Regions from separate parts of the Ovis aries genome. Here region 2 is linked to region 1. The links are chromatin contacts, called in public Hi-C maps. All regions are on one chromosome and are shown on one strand. Each heading gives the region's core, a stretch centred on a gene start, on an enhancer-like site or on the middle of the called end of the contact. The rest is flanking DNA. Distances are from core to core; before and after follow the strand shown.

Evidence for each region. A called contact is a pair of places that touch in the nucleus more often than the background predicts.
Region 2: a contact with region 1 is called in a Hi-C map of blood, with 2.9 times the contacts expected there. The contact joins two enhancer-like sites. A contact is called at or near these places in 3 of 16 Hi-C or Micro-C datasets (blood, skin fibroblasts and tail adipose tissue).

Annotation. Positions count from the first base shown.
Region 1 is chr1:41,937,197-41,942,209 of ARS-UI_Ramb_v3.0, forward strand. All of the region lies in intron 7 of PDE4B (phosphodiesterase 4B), which reads left to right. Among named protein-coding and RNA genes, the nearest start is that of SGIP1, 250 kb to the right of the region's middle. Within about 2 kb of position 1,630, at least 14 of the 54 cell types and tissues checked have an H3K27ac peak or open chromatin away from gene starts, as enhancers often do.
Region 2 is chr1:42,100,393-42,106,217 of ARS-UI_Ramb_v3.0, forward strand. LOC121819525 (a long non-coding RNA gene) reads left to right here. Exons shown (of 6, transcript XR_006059791.2): 6 at 1-354. Among named protein-coding and RNA genes, the nearest start is that of SGIP1, 84 kb to the right of the region's middle. Within about 2 kb of position 3,544, at least 2 of the 54 cell types and tissues checked have an H3K27ac peak or open chromatin away from gene starts, as enhancers often do.

The sequences.
Region 1 (5,013 bases), core at 380-2,879:
CCGCCTGCCAATGCAAGAGACACAGTTTCAGTCCCTTGGTTGGGTTGGGAAGATTCCCCTGGAATAGGAAATGGCAACGCACTCCAGTATTCTTGCCTGGAAAATTCCATAGACGGAGGAACCTAGCGGGCTACAGTCCACCGGATCACAAAAAGTTGGACACGACTGAGAACGCATGTATGCCCATCGCTGCCTGACTCCTCAAGTTTCTGTGGAGGAAATTCTCTCTAGCCTGACAGAAAACAGTCTTTTTTCACCACTCTGCTACCAGGGCAGAAAGCAAAGGCAGATTACAGTGGGTGGAGTTTACAAGAGAGATTTTTGTGTCTGGGAGCCATTTGCCCCATTAGAGATATGGCAGAAAGTAGAAGGGGTTTCTTTACCAGCTGAGCTTCCAGGGAAGGGGTTTATTCTCCATTCCCCTGTTGGAAGAGCACTTGTCCAGATATATGTAGACAGTTTAACTTAGGGTTCTCTCATTCAGGAGAAGGGCGGGAAATTCTGAGATGTTTTTGCACTGGGGGTATCAATGATAGAATAGTGGTTTGATTAATTAGCTTTATCTCTATGACTGCCCCCAAAGTGTGTGTTTCCAGAAAACTCTCGATAAACTATGTGTTTCAATTATAGGGCATGGGGTAGAAGTATTAACATACTGTTTAACCCCTACTGAAAAGTGAAGTCGCTCAGTCATGTCCGACTCTTTGCAACCCCATGGACTGTAACCTATATATCAGGCTCCTCTGTCCATGGGATTTTCCAGGCAATAGTACTGGAGTGGATTGCCATTTCCTTCTCCAGCGGATCTTCCCGACCCAGGGATCGAACTCAGGTCTCCCGCATTGTAGATAGCCGCTTTACCGTCTGAACCACCAGGGAAGTCCATTTAACCCCTACTAAGTACCACAATTTGCTATTAGGAACTCTGCACATGAGAGCTCTTTTCTCATGTTGGTGAGTTCATCATCAACTCCATATAGAAGCCATAGTATTATCCCTTTTTCAAATCAGTGAAATCATGCCTCAGTGAAGGGGGTAACTAGTAATATAATGATACTTAATTAGTAACAAAGGACATTTTACCCTGGCTTGTTTCCCAAGGCTGTATACTTAGCACTAGCCCTCTGTGTTATCTGGTAAATAAAAGTGCCTCAGGTAATGGCTACACTGGTACCTGCCTTGAAGGTACATACTCCTTAGGTTTGGTGTTTCCATCTGCTGCTTCAATCATGTTCAACTTTCTCCAGAAAATACCTTCTTGTTCCCAGGCTACATTTAATTTATGACTTTCTCTGTATTCTTGGTGAGAAAATCTAGAGGAAAATGTGATTCAAGCCCATGTCTCCCTCTAGGGAAATCATTGAGCGAATGGAGAAGTGGCCGTGTCTTCCTCTGTTCTAGGAATAAGGCTTCTTCACTGAGATATATTCCTTTTGGGTATTGAGAAGGAGGTCCTAAGAGGGAGAGGAGGCAAGAGAAACTTTAGGACAGAGTAGAGCAGTGAGGGACTTCTCTCCAGAGGCATTACTCACTGCTGGAAAGACATCCCCAGTCTCTTACATCACAAGGAGAGAGAGTTTGATTTCAGATCTGTAGTGAAACTGGGGTGTGCCTCACTTGAACACAAGGAGGCAGCTGTCCAATTCTAGGCTGGCTCTGGAAAGTCCCGTTTTGAATAATTTGCTTCTTATGGTGTTTTGTTCAACTTCCCTACCTCAAATGAAAGTGTGTGACTTAAATGAAAGAGCACTGGGCTGAAACTCAGGAAGCTGAAGTTTAGTACTGCTGCCAACCAGGTGTGTGACCTGAGGTAAATCTTTTAACCTCAGACTTAGTCATCTTTATTTTGAATTATTTTGAATCTTTGAGTTTAGAATTCAATCTTACAGGACTTTCAAACTTCCAAAATGGCTCCTGGCCCAGAAATGGTGGTGTGTGGGTGTTGGGATGGATGAATTTTTGTCCAAGAAGAAATAGCTCCTGAGCTAGTTACTGGTGAATCTGAAGTTCAAGCTAAGGTCTCAGGGGTTTGGCTCCAAAACCTGGGCTTCTTCCACCACTTCCCACTCTGACTTTGGCTATATTATTGTTGCATAACACAGGGTATCTGTATTATTTTCTTAATCCCTGTCAGCCATAGTCGGCACAGAGAATAGCAAGTGGCCATCAAGTCCTTTTGAGTGCTGGGGAAATAAAATGAAGGGGTTGTGGCCCCTCACCTCAGGTTAAAAGCGTTCTCATCGGGAGAGTCTGGAGCCAGGCTGCCTGATTAAGATCCCAGTTCTACTACTTAATAAGATAATGACTTCTTAAACCTTCTTTATACTTCAGAGTCTTCATTGTAGTTTTCTTCATCTTAATACCTTCCTCTCAGAGTTGTTAGGAAGATTCAGTGAGTTACTTCATATAAAACACTTAAAATAGTGCCAGTCCCAGGGTAATGACTGAATCCAAAACATTGTTCTTGTTACTATTATATGCTCTTTATATATACCTATTGACTTAATCAGGTGAGCCCTCTGGAAAAAGAAGTGTTAACAGTAAGCCAATGGCAAGAAGAGTCATTCTTAAAGGAGAAACCTCTTTTAGAACTCTGAAATCAGACAAGAGAGCGCTATCTAATTTTATTTATTTTCTAAATTAATTTTTGTTGGAGTATAGTTGCTTTATAATGTTATATTAGTTCCTATAGCATAAGGAAGTGAATCAGTCACACATATGCATATATCCCCTCCCTTTGGGACTTCCTTCCCGTTTAGGTCACCGCAGTGCGTTAAGTAGAATTCCCTGTGCTGTAGAGAATGTTCTCATTCGTTATCTATTTTGTACATAGTATCAATAGTGTTTATGTGGCACACTCCCTGCTTTTAATGGGCTGCCTGTGTCAGATGGAGGGAGAGCACCTCATGCTCTCATTCACTCACCCTCTCATTCATTCACTCATTTCGCTCTAAAAGCACCCAGTGAGTACTCACCACTATGTGAATCAGACATTGTTCTGGGTGATGGGTACACAGGAGTTAATAAAATAGTTTCCTCTCTGGAGGAGCTCAGTCTTGTGGGGTAAACAAACATACATGGTTATGTAAAAGCCTGTGATAAGAGTTTGCCTGAAGCATGAGTGTTCTGGACACTTCCATCCTCTAAACAAACAACACTGTGTATTGTGCTATACCTAAGAATTTTAAAAATAAATACATTTTTATTGAAATTTTTAAAATTACTACTTCCCAGAGCTGGATCATTCATTACACAGCTAGGCTTATTTCAGTCATGTCAGCTGAAGTCAGTGGGTTCATTGAGTACCTATTACAACTACTGTATGCAGTGGATTAGGAAAGTCCTGGTTAGTTTTGTCCTGAGCCACTAACATGGGAAAGGAGAGGAGATGTGATTTAAACTCTGCCTTGCAGGACGGATAAGGTTTCATAGACGGAAAAGTTGAAAAATACCATTCAAGAAGGCAGATCATGCCCAAACAAAGGTATAGTGGCCCAAAGAGTATAGGCTGAATTAGCTCAACAAAAGTCACCTTGAAAGATTCGTGAAGGAAGGTTAGGGTGAGGTTGTGTGGTGGTAGAGTAGGAAGGAAATATTGGTGGGAAAATAATAGGGGGCTTTGTATACCTAGCAGACAAGCTGAAAATTTATTTTACGTGCAGCACGGAGCCACTGATGATATTTGTTTGGTAGGAGATCATGTTGTCAGAACTGCATTCCTCAAGATGTTTAATGCAGTATGTTTGCTATGGTGGTGGGAAAAAGTGTCACGCTTGGAGTTAGAAATCATGCGAGAAAATTCTAGTTCGTTTATTGGTTAGCTGTGTGATCTTGAGCAAGTTGATACTCTTTCTGAGCTTTATTTTAGCCTCCTCACCTACATGGTAAACAAAATAAAAAGTGAAAGTGAAGTCACTCAGTCGTGTCTGACTCTTTGCAACCCCATGGGCTGTAGCCTACCATGCTCCTCTGTCATGGGGTTTTCCAGGCAAGAGTACTGGAGTGGGGTGCCATTTCCTTCTCCAGGGTAAACAAAGTGAAACCTCCTTAAAAGAATAGCAGCAACAACAACAACCATACAATTTTCATTGATCGTTACTCCCTGTGTAGCATTGGGCTGGACCATTTCTGTGTAATACTTAAGCCTCAAAACAGCTCTCTAAGAGTTCTTAAAAGGTCAAACAGAGGTTTACCATATACCCCACCAATTCCACAGTTAGGTGTCTTTACAGAGAACTGAAGACACGTATCCACACAACGTCTTGAATACAAATGTTCTTAGCGGCATTATTTCAATAGATAAAAAGTGGTACAATAGCTAAAAAAGTGAGATGGTTGGATGGCATCACTGACTCAATGGTCATGAGTCTGAGTAAGCTCTGGAAGTTGGTGATGGACAGGGAAGCCTGGCATGCTACAGTCCATAGGGTCGCAAAGAGTCGACACGACTGAACAACTGAACTGAACTGATCTGAAAAAAGTGGAAACAACCCAACTGCCCATCAGCAGGTGAATAGATAGACAAAAATGCCACATCCATGCAAATGTTATTTACCAGTAGAAAGGAGGAAACTAAGGCTACATACTATATGCAGCATGGATGAACCTCAAAAGTATTATACTCAGTGAAAGAAGGCGGCATGAAATACTCCATATTGTATGATGCCATAATTGTATTTCATTTGCATGAAATATCCAGAAAAAGCAAAGACATAAAAACAAAACTTGGGGCAGGGGCAGGAGACAGGGATTAACAGTAAAGGTTCATGTAGGCTCATACTGGGCTGTTAAAAATGGTTTTAAGCTGATTTTATGATGATGTTCACACAACTTAGTAAATCTACTAAAAATCATTAAATTGTACGCTTGAAAAATGTGAAGTATATGATATGCAAAATAAGCCTCAAAATTTTCTTGAAACCAAAACAACTCTATTAAGTAGTTACTGTTCTTATTCCTGTTTTATAGATGAGGCTGTTGACTTTCTCAGTCTCCCCTGAAGAGTAGGAAAGT
Region 2 (5,825 bases), core at 2,294-4,793, 170 kb after region 1:
GTAAATCTAGTTCCTGTAGCTCCATCTTAGCCATCAGCAGACTTGTGGTTACAATTGTTTGTTATCTTTTAGATTAACACACTGAGCTCTGTACAGAGAAGACATCATGTCAGAAATTACTTCAGCATACTCTTGACATCAGAAAATGTGTGAGACATAGATGAAACACCACTGGCTCTGAATTGATAACTGTTCATACTGGTGATGAGTGTAATGAAACTAATTATACTTCAAAAAAGAAAAAGGTTTTTGTACGGACTTGACATTTTCTATAAAAATTTCCAACACAAAGTTATTAATATCTGCCTGTCTCATGAGATTGTTGTGAGGATTAAATGTGGAATTATATGTAAAGTGCTTAGCACTCTGCTTAGAACTTAATGAAGAGTAGCTATTAATACTACATAATGGTATGAAAGCAGCCAGCAAAGATATACAAAAGTCTGAGTTTAAAGTCTTTCATAAAGGGAATTACTTGGTGGCCCACTGGTTAGAGTTTGGGGCTTTCACACTAGGGCCTGGGTTTGATCCCTGGCCGAAAACTAAGACCCTGCAAAACATGAAGCAAGGCCAAAAAAAAAAAAAAGTACTTTCATAAACAACTGATAGAAGACTTTTCTGTAAGTATGATTGCAGCAGTGGTCTCTGGGGTGAAGGAGATTCAGTTTGGGTGTTCCCCTCTACAGGAAGTCTCCTAAACCCACCAACTAAGTTCAGTGTCTTCTCTCTGAATTGCTACAGCATCATTTTCCATGCACTCCCAAAGCACTTATGCATAGTCTGATGGCTCTCCATTTATGTGTCTGCCTCACATCTCCTGATATCTCCTTACATTCATCTCTGTATCCTTAGAGACCAGCATACAGTGGATACTCAAAACATGCTTGCTGAACTGGTCTACATGATTCTCTCACCTGCCCATCTCTGAGACCAACGTCTTTGTGTACACTTTGTTCCTGCCTCTGTGTATAGTCTGCCCTGGGTGGGTGCTTTCCTGTTACAGGGCCTTGGCATTCATTTTCTGCCTACGTACTTCCTTGAGCTCACTATGCCTGCATGCTCAGTCACTTCCGTCGTGTCCAATTCTCTGCAACACTATGGACTGTAGCCTGCCAGGCTCCTCTGTCCATGGGATTTTGCAGGCAAGAATACGGGAGTGGGTTGCCATTTTCTATCCCAGGAGATTTCCCTAACCCAGGAATTGAACCCATGTCTCTTATGTCTCCTGCAATGGCAAGCAGCTTCTTTACCACTAGCACCACTTGGGAATCCCCAAGCTCACTATAAGAAATGGGTATATTTTCAGTTGCATTTCCCAGGTGGCACAGTGTTAAAGAATCTGCCTGCCACTGCAGGATATGCAGGGGACACAGGTTCAATTCCTGGGTTGGGAATATCCTGTGGAGAAGGAAATAACAACCCACTCCAGTATTCTTGCGTGGAAAATTCCATGAACAGAGGAACCTGGCAGGCTACAGTCCATGGGATCATAAAGAGTGGGACATGACTGAGCAAATGAGCACACATTTTTTCAATGAATTATACTACCACGAAGCTCTGCATCTCTCCAGTCTTTCTCTGAAGACCTTCTCCTGAGTGGTGGCTTCTCTGAGCCGGGCAGCCAGAGCTCAGGGTCACAGGAAGGAGGTGACGCCGATGCAAGGGCGCTGAGGGTGAGCACAGACCTGCCTGTTGCTGCCCTCAGACCAGTCAGAGCCCTGCATCCTCTTAGCCCGCATGCAGTCTGACTAAGGTGAAACATTCAGTCAAGAAATGAAGGAACTCGAACTCTGCAGTTTGTTCAAATTTTCTTCTGAAAGAGAGTAACATTCTTAAAAACCAACCAGAAAAAAAAAAAAAAGGTTTTGTTTCCTATCCCCATAACTGATATGGAACCACTCTGGTTGAAAAGGCTGGAAGGAGCAGTCTTTTTCTTTTTTTTCAAACTTAAAAAACTTTTTATTTTATATTGGGATATACCCAGGTGGTGCTGGTGGTAGAGAACGTACCTGCCAATGCAGGAGACTCAAGAGACCCAGATTCGATCCCTGGGTCTGGAAGATCCTCTGGAGGAGGGCATGACTACCCCTTCCTGTATTCTTGCCTGGAGAATACCTTGAACAGAGGAGCCTGGCCAGCTACCGTCCATGAGGTTGCAAAGTCAGACATGACTGAAGCATCTTAGCACACACGGCACACATAGTAAATTAGGGGGGCTTCCCAGGTGGCTCTAGTGGTAAAGAACCCTGGAGAATCCCATGGGAGAGGAACCTGGTGGGCTACCGTCCATAGGATCACAAAGAGCTGGACACGACTGAAGCGGCTTAGCACATAGCCAATTAACACTACTGTGGTAGTTTCAGGTCAACAGCGAAGGGAATCCGCCATACGTACACATGTATCCATTTTCCCCTAAACTCCTCTCCCATGGGAGGAACAGTCTTTCTCTCATTCCCTTTTTGCCTATCCCCTAAATACACAGGCACACACACACACACACACACACTTTGTCAGTTGAAGACATCTCTGAAGAATTCTTAGGTCACTGAGAAACGAGAGCACAATTTGAAAATCATTGCTCAAATTGAACATTTTCACTTTGAAGAAAGTTATAAGGGAATGTTGTTTCTGGGAGCCAATGCCTAGAATTCCTGGTTTCCTCTCTTTCTATTAATTAATCTACACTGCCGCTCTTAACAAAAACAACAAAATTCTCCATTGATGTGTCCATCTTCTGAGTGTCAGAGCTGTAGAAATCTTCCCAGTGTGGAACCAATTTTAGCAGACGTGCTGCTGGAAAAAATCACTGCCTTGAGGAATTAATCCGAGGAAAGGCAGAACAAGCAGAACAAGAGGATTTTTAGGATGGTGAAAAATATCCTGCTTGATACTATCAGGATGGACACATATCATTATACATTTGATGAAATGAAGAGCAGAATGAGCAACACTGAAAATGAATTCTAATATAAACTGAAGACTGAGAATGAATTCTAATGTAAAATTGAGACTTTAGGTGATTTTGATGTGTCCATGTTAAGTTCATTAGCTGCAGCGAATGGACCACTCTGGTAGGGAATACGTTGATAATCGGAGGCAATGCATGTGTGGGGGCTTACCAGGTGGCGCTAGTGGTAAAGAACCCGCCTGCCAATGAAGGAAACACAAGAGAGGCAGATTCAATCCCTGGGTCCAGAAGATCCCCTGGAAAAGGGCACGGCAACTCACTTCAGTATACTTACCAGGGAAATTCCACTGAGAGAGGATCCTGGGGGGCAACAGTCTATAGCGTCACAGAGAGACATAACTGAAGCTACTTAGCACGCACATATGCATGTGTGGAGTAAGGGATACATAAGAAATCTCTATGTCTTAATTTTGCTGTCAACCTAAATTGCTCTAAAAAGATAAAGTTATTATAAAAAAAAAAAGTTGAGTCAGAAATGTTTTCAGCTTTTCTCAGAAAGAAAAGCCTACATGATGTCCAGATTGTGGTGGTTTGAAAAGCAGACAGAAAAATCGCATGATTAGAAGGCCAAAAAGCATCAGAAGTTGCACTGTGTGTATTTGTGAGTGGTTTTATGGCACCACCCAGTGGCAGAAAGCACTATTGTCACCAACCCTCAAAAATACGATTCAAGAATGCTTACTTCATAAAAAATTTTCAATCAACAAATATTTTTTTGAAAACATCTAAATATGTTTGGCTTTACTCTAGCCACTGGGAGTATGGCAAGTGTTATTTACAAAAAACTACACACTGATTTCAGAAATATCTGTCCATGTTATTTTTATAGGAATCCTTAATCAGCTGTCTGCACTACAAAAAGGTCAGCCAAGCCTCTAAGATCGCTGAAACAGATCTCCTTCCTAACTCCTTAATCTATGATCTAAAGTGATCTCAGGCTTTCTCAGAGTCTACAAAATTGGGAACTTTTAAACCCCAAGCTTGTGGTGTGGACATTTGTAGGGAAGCAAGACTTTCACAAAACTTCCCTTGGAATATTACCAACCAGCTGATACCAGTTTAAGAATGCTTTCTCAAGTCTTGGGGAAGAAAGCATCTAGATTTGGGTCATTCCCATGGAATCCTAAAAACAGGTAACTTATTATATGTCCAGGGCACAAAAGGTATTTGATCAATTGGTAAATTTTCTTTCCTTCCAGTTTATCATTCCATTCTGTGAATGCTGATCAGATTTAAGTTGGAAGGAATTATGGCTTGAACCCAAAATAAGCAGAGAAGATGTCTTTGATGGACACCCTGGATTGCTTAGAGAGGTCAAAGAGTCTGCTGCTAGGGGAGCTCTTACTCTGCCATTTTTTTTTTGGATTTTTTTTCTGAGTCTGATTCACAGACCATTGGATAAATCTGAAAAGTTTCTTCATTCCCAGTGATCAGTTATAATCCTTTTTTAAAAATTGTTTTTCAGTTGCATAAATAACGGAAAAGTCATTTCATCCCTCTGACCTTCATTTCTCTCTTTAGAAAAATAGTGTGAAAGAATTGGACACAGATAATCAGAAGACATGTTATATTTCTGGAGAATGTATGCAGAAATTTTTAGAGTTTCAGACAATCCACACTCAGCCTGCCTGGAATGCCACTTTATCAAAGAAAGTTCTGGTTTTCAATTTCTGGGAATATGATCAACTAGTTACATTAAAGGGCGTTCCAGATAAAATATAATTAGAAGATGAATTACACAAACACAGTAAACTAATGTCCATGTATTGCTGCACTTATTAGAGTGAAGGAAATTTCTGAGGGTCAAAGAACTAAGTGAACAGTAATAGTAACAGTTAACAGGAATTAAGTGAGGAGAGGAGGGAACTCATCTCATAAGATGAGATGGCCTGGAAGGAAATGTTCACATCCTTGTAACCGACATGCCCAACATAGACTCTTGAGATTCTTGTAGATTTCATTCAGTAGAATATAAACCACAATTAAAACACACACACACAAGGAACAATGGAGAGGCAGCAGCAACAATAAAGGGCTTTCCAGGTGGCACTAGTTGGTAAAGAATTGGCCTGCCAATGCAGGAGACACAGGAAATGGGGGTTCAGTCGCTGGGTGGGGAAGATCCCCCTGAGAAGGAAATGGCAACCCAGTCCAGTGTTCTTGCCTGGAGAATCCCATGAACAGAGAAGTGTGGTGGGCCCAATCCATGGGGTTGCAAACAGTTGGACATGATTGAGCAGCACCAGAAATAATAAATAGAAGACTCATACATTCCAAAAACTTCAGATGGAATGATCTGATGAAAATGTGAAATAACCACGAGTAAAATGTTTGAAGAAATAAGAGAGAAAATTAAAAATGAGAAACAAAAAGTTGAGCATTAGGAAAAGATAAGACAGGTTTCAGAACTAAGTAAGAGTAGTAGATTGCAAATACACACACATATCTCAGAGGCTGAATGGAACAGAAAATTAAACAGACCTAAAGAGGCAATGAGTTGGAAAATATAACTTGAAGGAATTACCTGTAATGTAGTGTAGAGAGAAAATGAGGTTGTATATATAAATAGAAGACCAAGAGATACAGATCATGGAAAGTAAATTTTAACATAACTAATTGGAGTCATGGAAGTAAAAATTAGTACGCAAGTGGGAGGGAACCTTTAAAAACAGGCATTGAGAGGGTGGACCCTGGAGTCACATGGCCAGAACTCACAAGCTGGCTCTCCCATTTCTCACCTTTGTGACTAGGGACAAGTATTGTAAGCTCATTGCAAGTATTAAATATGGACAATAAAAGCCTCTATGGTGTTGTAAGAATTAAATTAGTTCTTACACATTAAACACTTAGAATATTG